Linked DNA regions of Mus musculus: region 1 is linked to region 2. A link is a contact called in public Hi-C data. All regions are on one chromosome and are shown on one strand. The core of a region is the stretch at or near the end of the contact, and the rest is flanking DNA. Distances in the headings are between cores, read along the strand shown.

What was found. Hi-C and Micro-C count contacts between places; a contact is called where the count stands out from the background.
Region 1: a Hi-C map of the Ba/F3 cell line shows a contact between it and region 2, with 3 times the contacts expected there. The contact joins the promoter of Mterf1a here to the promoter of Cdk6 in region 2. A contact is called at or near these places in 2 of 484 Hi-C or Micro-C datasets (the Ba/F3 cell line and CD8 T cells) and 1 of 115 datasets of contacts at active chromatin or transcription factors (memory CD8 T cells).

Annotation. Positions count from the first base shown.
Region 1 is chr5:3,891,520-3,897,563 of GRCm38.p6, reverse strand. It overlaps Mterf1a (mitochondrial transcription termination factor 1a), which reads left to right and starts at 3,631. Exons shown (of 2, transcript NM_001013023.2): 1 at 3,631-3,689; 2 at 5,667-6,044. The coding sequence starts at 5,698.
Region 2 is chr5:3,339,167-3,345,479 of GRCm38.p6, reverse strand. It overlaps Cdk6 (cyclin-dependent kinase 6), which reads right to left and starts at 1,587. Exons shown (of 8, transcript NM_009873.3): 1 at 1,509-1,587; 2 at 881-1,361. The coding sequence starts at 1,113. Gm36470 (predicted gene, 36470) reads left to right here and starts at 1,921. Exons shown (of 4, transcript NR_168898.1): 1 at 1,921-2,182.

The DNA of each region.
Region 1 (6,044 bases), core at 2,382-4,881, 550 kb before region 2:
GGATCCAGAGAGGAAGCAGGACGTCTCCCATTTTCCGTCTGTCCCTAGGAGGGCTCTGAAATAGCTTATTTTCATTTTTTCTCCTTCTTCTAGGAATTCTGCACAGTGGCTGCTTCTAATAGTTACTCCTCTTTCCCTGAGAGCTATCTTTAAGCCTTTGATGAAGGCTGCCTCTTTAGTCAAAGTCCTCGAGAGGAGGGTAAATTGACTTAATTTTTTGTTCTTCATTTTTTATATTACCCTTTATATCTTTATATTATCCTTTGTATCTTTATATTATCCTTTGTATCTTTATATTATCCTTTGTATCTTTATATTTTATATTATCCTTTGTACCTTTATATTTTAGCTTCCTTTCTTTTTCTCTTTTTATATTTCTTAAGTTACTTATTTTTCTGCGCGCATCTTCTTTTTTCTTTCTCTCTGTTTCTGATATGCCTTCCTGGTACTCCTACAAAGTCACTGCCCTTCCTTAACAGCTGGTCCCACACAAACCCAGCAACAATTACCAGACCTACTGCGTAAGAAAGCATATCTCTCAGAGACTTACCTTAATTTCTTTATACTTACCGGTACAACCGTTCCTCAGCTGAAGAGTTCTGAATCCACGCAGTTGAATCCTTCTCAGCAGTTTGTTTTGCAGGAACACTTCATTACCACCGTTCCCCAGCTGAAGAGTTCTGAATCCACGCCAGATCCTTCTCAGCAGTCTGTTTTATGGGAACCTTTATTAACCACTCCTTCCCCACGATGCAGTTCTGAATCCTCCCTGTAGCAGGGGGTCTTCGCTCATGCCTGAAGATGTTTCTTGTCCCAGGTTTTCGGCACCACTTCTTGCGGACTCGACCAGCCAGAACGACACTGCAACAGGATCCTTCTGCACACGTTTATTGGGAGAGCTTGATTGTAGAGGCGAAAAGACCCCGAGCCCAGAACTGGTGCTGCTTATATAGGCCTAGGAGAGGCGTGTCTCACACCCGGATTGGTTATGCACTATGCCTCATTTGCATGTTCCTCATCTGATTGGCTACTCTCTCTCTGTACCTCACAGAGCCTCATTATCATACCTCATTTGCATGTCTCACATCTGATTGGTTATACTCTCAAAGCCTCATTATCATGCCCGGGCCAGGCAGTGTCTTTGCAAAAAACTTTACTGCATATGTATACATTGGTTGTTTGTCCAAACTTATGCGTGGTGGCCAGCAGTAGTCAGTGCCACTCTGCAATGGCACATGTGGCTTCCCACAAAGGCCAAAAAGTGGGAGTGGGTGGGTAGGGGAGTGGGGGTGGGTGGGTATGGGAGGCTTTTGGGATAGCATTGGAAATGTAAATGAGGAAAATACCTAATAAAAATTTTAAAAAAGAAAGCAAGTTGAGCGAGCTATGAGGAACAAGCCAGTAAGCAGCACTCCTCCATGACTCTGCATCAGTTACTGGTTCCAGGTTCCTGTTCTGTCTGAGTTCCTGTCTGAACTTCCTTGGTGATGAACAGTGGTGATGAAGCATAGGCTAAATAAACCCTTTCCTCCCCAGGTTGCTTTGGTTACAGTGTCTCATCACAACAGTAGTAACCCTATGTAAGACAATGACTTCTGTAAAAGTATCTTTATTCACTGATGTAACTGTTCTCTGGAGGCTTACTGCCTCCATCTGCTAAGGGCCTTCTCCTGCAAACTTCTAGCCTCAGAATAGTCTAATCTAGGCTAGGATGTGTTCAGCCTCTGAGACTTATTGATGAATGAGTTCACTCTTTCTAATTCTTTTGGGACTCTGGCTGGCTGACTCAACTTAGCTGTTCTGGCTCAAACTCCCCTTCAAGCTGATTGATTTAATCTGCCTTTTCTCACTTCTGACTGAATGACTCTGCTTGGCCTCAAACTAATTTTAGCAATCTGTTCTAATCTTCTGGCTCCTTCTCATTGTCATTTTACCTATATCTAGTTCTTTTCTCTCTTCAACCTATCTCTATAAAACTCTCCTGGTAAAACTTCCTCCTCCCTCCCTCCATCCTTCCCTCCACATCTCTTCTCTCTCCTGAGAATTGATCATATCCTTATTCTGTCAAATGTTTCTCTGATTCATCATGTTATCTGCCATTCAATAGATATCACATTCAAACATGAGTGCTTCCTTCTACAAACTAACTTTACTTTCATTCTTTGGGATTAATGGTCTATAATAAGGGCATGTTTGTATTCCAGCTAGAGGGATTAACAGTATGTGCTAAGGGCATGCCTGTATTCTGGCTAGAGTAGACATGTTGTTAAATTAAAATCCTTCTACACACCTTGAGTGTAATTACAGGAAGATGTAAGATTTGTATAATTGAAAAAGAGGTAGCAAGAACATTTGTTTATTGAATCCTGGTGCCAATTGATGGTGGTATTTTATGTGTGGGTTCTCTTAGAGGAATGGAGGGCTAATTTCTTCTCACTCTAATTAGGTTTGTTGAGACTTAGACATTAGTGGTAAAGTAAGGGTCTGTGAACTTCTCAAGGAAAATCTAGTGAGGCAGACAGAAAGGGCACAATAATCAATATTACTAATTATATCATTATTATTAGTCTTTGGTTGTAAGAGGCCAGGGGCAATTCTGAAGATAGCATAGACATGGCATTTGAACTACACATTGAGTCTAATTCCCAAGGATTTTAAGTCTAATTTTAGGGAGGGGTTCATCTTGACTTCCCTACTCTCCTCCTTCCAAGTGAAGTCATTTAAAGTCTCAAGCATCATTACATGTCACCATCCTTTCAAAAAACAAATGGTGTTTGCATAGCAACACAACTTTCATACAAAGTTGTCTTGAAAGAAAGAAAGAAAGAAAGACCCTTAAGGAAGATGAGAACCCCAAATCAGCCTCTTGAGAAACATCATCTACCACACTGCTCTTAGTTCTCTTTACCTCTTCTTTGCCCCTCATCTTTCTCTCCCTGCCCTTGGTCTTCCCAACCTCTCCAATATCTCAGCTGCACCTTTTCCTCATTGATATCACTTTCAAGAGGACTAAAGCCATCTCCTGGTGTTCATAAATGAAAATCCATGGGGCAGGCTGAGGAGAGAATATTCAGGCAGAAGCGAGACCATGGGAGTTACGGTCCAGAAGGCAGAGGTTGTCTTGCTTTCCGCAATACTGGTGAAGGTAAGCCACACGTGCACCATAAATAGCTACTGAGTAATCCCAGGCAAGGAATAAGCTGTGATCAGTAGTTTCACTTTCTGGGTAAACTGATTATTAATAATTTAAATTCCCAAATAGAAATCTTTATTCTTACAAACACCAAACCAAACAGAAAAATGCAAAAGAATTTGGGGGAAATAAAAACCAACCAACCTACCAAACAAACAAACAAAAACCCCCAAGGTCTATAAAGCAACCTAAAAGAAAGAGATCAAACTGAACCTGTTCTTTGGTACAGGCAGAATCTCAGCCCCAGCCAGAGGGAAGCCTTGGCGCCGCCCTGTGGTCTCGAACCAGCCCAGAGCCCAGAGTCCCCGCAGCCACAGTCTCAGCCGCCCCCTGCTGGGCTCCCGCGGTCAGGCGGCCGAGGATTTAGGCACAGCGCGCCGGGCTAGTGACGTCACCTCTGCGCCAGGCCGAGGCCGGAAGTCAGCCGTTACTTCCGCACTCCGCTCCCTCCCGGGCGTCCAGAGGCGGAAGTGAAAGGTGTCTACCGGGAGCGTTGGTAGGAGCGCGGATGCAGTGTGCGGGCTGGGGCTGGGGAGCTGCTGGAGCCTTTGCGAGCGGCTTGCGAGTCTCTGCTAGACAGGGCGATGAATGGCTAAAGGCCATTGCAGAACTGCCCGAGGGAAGGCGAGCCTTCGATGTGGGATTACGGCGGTTCTGAGTTTAGACTCATCAAGCCCTCCACACTTCGTACAGCAAAGAGCTCGGCATTGGCTCGGAATTTGTAACTTTAGGGACAGTGCCCACCCTTAGGTTGTTGTATATATAGGGCATTACGAAATAATGTATGTGTAACGTGGGGTTCTGGTATTAAAGTGCGTTTGCGATTCCGCTACCTTCCCCCCATGCGTTGCCGTTTTCTTTTTATTATGACTGAGAAATGTTTAGTTTGCGAGAGGTTGTGCATCTCACAAAAATGATTTGAAGGTGTCTAGCCTGGATCTCTTTATTCTCTACTACATTGGTTGTATTTTTGCCTTTTTCTTTTTCGGATTGGCGGTGTGGTGGTAGAAACATCTGGCCCTTACCTTTTCTGGAAATATCCAAAGTCTCTCATCTTAACGACAAATCCGATGCTGAAGTGTAGTTCTAAAACAAACAAACAAACAAACAAACAAACCAACAAACACTCTCCACTTAAATGCTGCTTCAAAAAATTAGCTGATTGTGGTACCCCAATGCGAATGATTATCAGTTTTCTTTAAAAGCCTGTGAGCTTTCCAACTGTGGGACAGAATAGGACGTATATCTTCCTCCTTGGACCTCACTCATTACAATCATGGAGATTTTTGTGATATTTGCTAAATTTAACATTCCTTTTAGAATGTTGTTTATTTTTAGAGTAAGACTGGAGTCAATTCAATATCTACCTTTGTTTTTTAAATTGCATTATGCTGTATAGTTTCCCGGCTGAACAATCTGTTTTTAAATGAAGAGTGTGTTTATACAAGGCCTTGCAATACAACTAGGATTCAAGAAAATGACCCTTTCTGAAAGAAAAGGCAGTTTAACAATATGTGAGACTTTAAAAAGGTGTGTGTGAGTACAGGCACGTGCACTTGCTGGTGAGTCTGATATAAATGTAGTTAGTACTGGTAGGAGGAAGGGGTGACCAAGAAGGTGATGGGAATATGAGAATAATGAAGACAAACAATAGGACATGCTTCTAATGGAGAATTTAGGTTTATATAAAAGTTATATATGTATATGCATGTGTATGTGACAGGAAAGCAAGGTCAGCTTTGATATGTTTAATGAACCCTTCAGCTAGTGTTCTTGGCAAACTCTTGTCCCAGGTTTAAAACCTAACAACTTTGAACTAGAAAATTAATTCCTCCTTCTTCTTTCTGGGGTTGGGGAATTGAACTCAAGTCCTCATGCGTGCTATGGACGTATGCTGTACCACTGACCTACCTCTGATTTACACCACATTCCCTCAACTATATCATTTTGAAGATGGAAAAGAGTGTAGAATTATTGCATTGTAACCAAGCAAACAATTTGGTAAACTGAGGTAGAGATTGATGTTGATAGGTGTTGTCCAGAGATTTGTGTAAGCATATACATATATATGCTTATATATAATATATAATGTTTATATATAACATATGTTATATAATAGGTAATGTATAAGTTATAGTATGTAATAAACATATAATTTATAACATATAGTTATATATATGTATATATATATATATACATGTGTAATCAATGTGATCCACTTAAAGGATATTATAAATTCAAAAAAGACATTAAAGATGGAAAGTAGACAATCTGAAGTGTGTTTTTTTTTCAGAGCTACATTTAGAGCTTTAGATTAAGGTAGCCAGAAGCAAAGAAATTAGTGTCTGTGGGCAGGAGAGCTGGAGGGCGGGATGCTTTCTCCTGGAAGGCCCCTTGCATTTAAAGGATCTGGATATTGTCATTAGTTAGTCACATAATATTGTATGTTAACATTATATGTTATTTTACACAGCATTTGAAAAACTTTGGGCTACCTGATGATTATGGCATCAAGAAACATCTGGTGTGTGAGAAGAAACTTTCTCTTTGATTTAAGAGACTGGATGCTTCAATATTCAGCAGAAGTTTTCCTCAAGTCGATTTCATTCAGGCCGTTTAGTGCGGAATGCGACAGTAAGGACAAGGAGTCTTTGGAGGAGGAGAGGGAGGACCTGCTGAGCAACTTAGTCACCATGGGCGTTGATATCGACATGGCAAGGAGGCGACAGCCTGGAGTTTTTAACAAGGCTGTTACGAATGAGCAGGAGCTGAAGTTATTCCTTCTGTCCAAGGGAGCTAGTGACAAAGTGATTGGTAGCATCATATCAAGATATCCACGAGCTATAACACG
Region 2 (6,313 bases), core at 338-2,837:
AAAGAGAATGAGAAAAGGCACAATGGGGAAATCCCAGCATCTTCGAGAAAACACCATTATCTTCAGTCACAGGAGACTGGGTTAGGAATGCCTCCCCCACCCACCTGCACAACTCTTCCAGGGAAAACAGAGGCTTTAAAATCTAAAGCACAGACTCACATCTAACCAATGAGAGAGGCATTCTAAGTCAGATCATACCAGTCCACAGATACTAAATGATACAATCAGAAAACCCTTTGAGAAGCAATCGCCCTCCACCCTACCACCCACTCTCCCTCCCTTTCTTTTCTCAGACAGGGTCTTTTGTAGCTCAGGAGGGTCTTGAACTCTGGATCTTCCTGGTTCAGTGTTCCCAGTACCCAGCCTTGAAAGACATTTTTCAAACAATGTTTAACACTAGGTGTCAGAGTCTAAACTTCTGAACTTCTAAGACCATCAGAAACCATTCTACAACTATAAAAAAAAAGTCACCACTGTGGGTTTGATTGGCAAACACATTCTTACACATTTCTTAAACTTTATTTACATTATGCTCCACCCTTAAAGTTTCCTTCTAATTATCTGCAAGCTGGATAACTATCTCACTCTGTCTCTCAAAAATCCCCCCACCGACGGGGAAAGTTAAGTAAGGGCTGGAGGGATTGTCTGGTTTTGTCCCTAAAAGACACCCAACGCCCCCCCGGAACCCTTGGGGCACGCAGAGCGAAAGCTCTTCAGAATAGCTTGGCTGCCCGGAAGCCACCGCAGGTCTCTTTTTCTGCCCTGTCTAACAGAGTCACCGGTTTTATCTGGGGAAACTCAACTCTTAACTTTAGTTGGGCCACCAGCCGCCCCTTGCCCAGCACCTTCCCGGACCCCATAGCCAGGGCTCCCGGCTCACCTGACCACGTTGGGGTGCTCGAAGGTCTCCAGGTGCCTCAGCACCGCCACCTCGCGGATGGTGGAGAGCGGCATGCCCTCCTCACTGGTCTGCACTCGCACGCGCTTCAGAGCCACGAAGCGGCCGCCGTTCTTCAGGTCGCGGGCCTTGAACACCTTCCCATAGGCGCCTTCGCCGATCTCCGCCACGCACTCATACTGCTGATCGGCGCGACTCAGGCTGTCCTTCTCCATGCTGGCTTCAGGCTGCGGGTGCGGCACAGTGGAACCGGGGTGCTCACTCGCTGCCTTACACGCCTCGGGGAGTCGGACTCGCGGCCGCCGGGCTAGACGGACCGACCTTCTCGCCCGCGGGTGCAAGCCGGGCGCAGCCGCTGCGAAACTCCGCCTAGCCGAGTCGCCGCGCCGCCGCCGCAGGAGAGCGCCGATCCCTCCTCTTCCCCCTCCGCAGCGATTACATAGTCTGCCCACAATCTCTGCACCTAGGAGGAGGAGACCGGAGGACAAGGAGAAAGTGTGATCAGACTGCCCGGGAGACTTCCACAGGGTTCCACCAGCTCCTCTCCTCCTCCCTCTACTCGCACTGGTTGCCTAATCGGGCCGGGTTTCTCGGAGAAAAACCAAGTTACTTTTCTTCCACAGCAGGGCTCGTGCAGTCTTCACGAAGGAGAGGTTGCTGGGGCCCCTCGGGGATGAGCGCAGCGCGGGACGCAGCGGGACGAGAGGGGGCGTGCCGAGCAGCCCAGAGTGTGCCCGGAGCGCGGGGGAGGGGAGGCGCCGGGCGCGTCAATGTCACGGCTCAATATTTATACCTATATTATTGTTCTCCGCTGCCCTCCCTGACTCCAGGGGCCTGGTCGTGCAGGGTATGGGGCGACCTGGGGGAGTTCGGAAGCTGGCGTAAAAGCACCGGGGGTTCACCCACGTGGGGCCGCAGAACGGGGTTGGGGCTCCTAGAACCCTGTAACCCGATGCTGCGAGTATGCGAGTAGGGGTGGTCAGACATCTGCTCGGAAATTGCTTCCTTTCTTTTCTACTTTCAGTTTTTCTACAGGGAGACATTTGAAAGGGACTCGCTCTCACAAATGGTCTTTGGGGTATGGCAAGCTTAGTGGGAGACGAAATTCTGCCTCCGATTCGGAGGACCTCCCTGGTGGAAACTCAGCGAGGACAGACCATCTGGTAGGGGAGGGCTGGGGCTACTAGAGGTGGGAGAGCGAGGGGTCCTGGAAGGGGAGTAGTGTCGTGCTCCCCACCTCACACATACACAAACACAAAGATCCGAAGGATGTGGGAAAGGAAGGTACGTCACACTTTCACTCGTCCTGTCCTGAAAAAGTAACTTCGGGACTTTGCTAGCTAATCGGGACTGGTCCTTAAGTTTTCAAGCCGTGCAAAAGCAACCGCCCTTACGACGGTGGGGGTAGGGGGCAGTAAACGTAGGTCTCCCCGGTGTGAGAAGGGGCTGCCCTTGTGTCGAGACTTCCGAATCCCCGCCCGGTATCCTGGGCGGCTGAATGTCGGTAGCTGAGACAGTCGCTCTGTTCTCCAAAGGCCAGAGGCTAGGTCCCACGCGCGCGGTCGGGCGCCCCCTCCCCGTTCTGTTGTTTAGGGATGACCGAGTGAGCCTTCCCGTCCCACAGCGGCCTTAGTCTGGGCTGGACCTTGTTCCACCACAGCCGCGTGTCCGGAACGGTCTGCATGCGTTTACCTGCCCCGTACCCATCCCCCCCACCACCACGCTCTTCTGCCTGGTATTAAAGAACACATGGAGCGACCCCCACTGGATGCCAGCATAGCACCGCCCGGCCAAGGCAGGGCCACTCCCCGTTCCTTTGAGAGCTTTCCTAAAAAGCTGCGGAAAGGACCCTCCAGCCCTCACCCGGGGGTCCGAGCCAGGTCGAGGGCCACACAGGTAGCGGGAGCAACGGCCTTGGCGCCCGCCCTCCCCCTCTGCCGGTGTCCAGCCTAGGCTCCAGGAGGGGGCAGCCGTCCCACCCCCGCGGGCCTACACCCCCCGGACCGGAGCGGCGGTGCCTAGCCCCCTCCCCTCCTCCACTTTTTCGTAGTTGTTGTTGCTTTCCCACGCTGGCTGAATGTGACTTGACCCCATTTCAAAAAAGTTTGACATAGCGCTTCAACATTTCCGCATTCCTCCGCGACTACAAAGGCTGCAGCCGCCTCCTTCTGCTTTCTGTCTCTGATCTCTGTCTTAGCACTCAATGAAATCCTTCATGAGCCTCTCCCGAAGCCTTGCCAAACGCCGCAAGGGTCGCCACCAGCGCAGTAAGGGGAGGCCGCCCGCGGGACCCCGACCCGCGCGTGTGCGCAAACGCAGATGCGCCCGCGCAGATACGCCCACGTGCACAGGACGAGTGCGCCGCCGAGCCCCGGGCTGCTCCTGCCCAGGGTGTGCATTTGAACTGCAAAGCTTTAAATAAGAAAAGTAAACTTGGGACTTGAAGCAAGAGTGCACGCTTGCGGGGCTTCAACCCCGGTGGGCTGTGTGCACTACTCCGTGCATAACGCGCCAGAGGGGTCGCCAAGCAGGAAGCCTGGGCGAACGTTTTACTCCTTAATTGGGAAGATGGGGCCCATACCCACACCCCTCGGGAGGTTACAGAGGGAACTTGCACAGGGAAAATGAGCGTGGGGGCGCGGAAACACACTCTACAGCACGGAATCCCACCCAGACGGTGCACGTTCAATTTTAAATGTGACTGTCCAAGTAGAGTCAGTTTGGGGAAGCTCGATGAAAAGTGAACGTATGGGTATTTTACGCATGAAATCTGTTCAAACTGGCATAGGACTCTAGTGTCGGGGTGTCCCCGCTGTGGGAGGTTCCTCTGGAGATCTCTAGCTCTAGGTGGCCCCCATAACCTACCCAGTCTCAACTCCTAAGGGGTTAACCCAAGCGGATTCCGAGGGGCCACACAGCCCCCTACACCCCGTTACTCTCACCCACTCCGATCCTTGTCGGAGACCCTCGCCCCTCAGCCCACCCACGTGAGTCCGTGGCCCCTTACCTGCGGTCCAGGGACGCCGGCCTCCTGTGAAGCTGGAGTGTCTGTCTGCCCCCGCACGTGTTCGCCCCGCGGAGCAGGTAACTGACTACTGCGGCCCAGGCGAGCAGCGCTCTGCGGGTAGGGGGTGGGCACAGCGGTGGAGGGCGGAGGGACGGCGGAGGGCGCCGCCCGAGGGGGAGCCGGGGAGGCTCGGGGGCCTCGGGGCTCTGGCCGCGGCTGGGGGCCCGAGTGGAGGACTGCGGGGCGGGGGACCTGCGAGCCTCGGGGCCCGAGAACCACCCGGAGGCGAGTGTGCAAATTAAAACCTTCCGGAGCAAGCGAGCAAGGCCCGGCCGGGCCCTGGCTGTGCTCCCCAGCGATCGGCTCCGAACTGGGGGCCCGGAGGGCGGGGGAGAGTTAAATGAAAATTTCCGGTTCTCACTGCAACCACTCTAGTGGGGGAATCTCGCGACTGAAAATAAGTGGCGTAAAAGGGATCCAGTGGGATGCGGCGTCGGGGGTCTGCATCGGGGGTCTGCACCTAAGGTCCCCCAGAGTTGGGGTGTTGACAGGGTGAGGCGGCGGGGGCGGGGGGGAACGGGGACGGGTATCAGTCTGATGAGGACAGATGAAAACAAAATAAAGCAACAGTACTTATGGGGGTTCCGTGGGGTGGTAGATAACATTTTCATACACGCAAAAACAGGACCTTATTGAGGAGTGGGGGGGAAGGGGGAGACGATTGGCAGGATGCCGTACAGAAAACAAAATACCAATCTGTCCAAGCGCTTTTCACTTTCAGCTTGAGCTACATTTGTTTTGTTTTCTCTCACTTCCTTTCTGCCTCACAAAGCCCTATCTTTTCCTTTTTGGACAGAGGCTACGTTTTGGGAATGGCCAAGCACACTTGTGATTAACGATCTATTTGAAGGGGCTGGCGGGGTCACAATTATTAAGTGGATAGAAACTGTTGAGGACTCACCAAGGTATTTCTGGAGAGCTAAAAAGATTCAATTTCAGTATTAAAAATTACTGCAAAATAGCAGACACGTGCACACATAAAGACGAGTGCTTAATTTAAGTGCTTTTTTGGGGGACTTTGAAATTTGAACCTTTGTAAGAATGTCTCTTTTACCTGAGGAAAAATGGATGCAGTTGCTTTAGGTGAGAATGAGAATTTTGGTGAAGGGGAGGAAAGGTCTTCAAGACTTTCTACAAGGAGTAAAAGAAAATAGCTGTCTTTGAATATAATTCAATGTTTCCCCAAATCTGTATCTGTATATCTCAAAACTTTTAAACATGTTAAATCAAGAGAGAGAGAGAAAGTACAGGAGGGGCAATTTCTGTACTTTGTAGCAAAATCAACAAAATTCTGTTTAAATTGGAAATATTGCTTGTAAGAATGTTTTTATATTATACCATGTTACTAATGTCACCATAGGTTTTTTTTTCCTTTTTAAAATTAATTCTGTTGCAATATGAAACAAGGTTAAAGGAATAAAGGTTGCTATAGAAAACCACAAACAGTTTTTTTCCAACAGATGCATTGTAGTAATTTTTTTAAATAATAAAACTGAGTAATGATATGCCTTTAAACTTAACTTATAAAACACATTTTGTGTTTGAGCCCATCTTCTAAAATAAAGCCCAGTTTCTGAGCAAATTTTATTTATGGTTTCAGACATATCCCATATACAAAGCAAATTATTAGATTTTATACTTATAAAAGCATCACTACCAATCACTAGGCTGTTAGCTGAAGATACAAGTGAGAGCCTCCCTCATTTTGATGACTGTTCACACTTAGCAATGCTTTTTAAAACAATTTATTTGCTGGTAATTAATATGCTTATCTTATCTAAAAATAATAGTCAATAAATAGCTGCAGGAGCAAGCAAATGGTGTCATGTATTCATTTAAGTAAATAATTTATTCAAAAAATAGTAAGTGGCAAATAGCTTATAACATAAGAGTGTTTATTCTATACTGTGTAGTATTTTTTAATTATAGTGTTAGAAAACAACTGTTACCAAGCAGATGAGAAAGAAATGTCATGGTTTAGATTACAAGCTCACTTGGGCAATGTCAAAAACAACTCACCAACCCAATGAAGCTGACTGTACCAGATTTTACCACTCTCGGTGTCCCTTTTTTCTTCTGCTACAACGTATGTTTTATGTTAATTTAGCATTGTGTACTTTCCCTGGTTATGGTTCACATTAAGTACCAGCTGGTTAAAAATTCAAAGCCAAAGAAGAGTTACAATGGATTGCATTAAAATAATAAACTATAAGGTTGTTTTTGTTTATGGATAACTTCCTCTGTGGGCAACAGGCTATCATAACAAAATTTGTGCAATGTTTACAAACTGAACCAAAGTCAGACTCCTTTGTTGAGTGTCCTTCACATGAAAACACAGCATTCAAGAC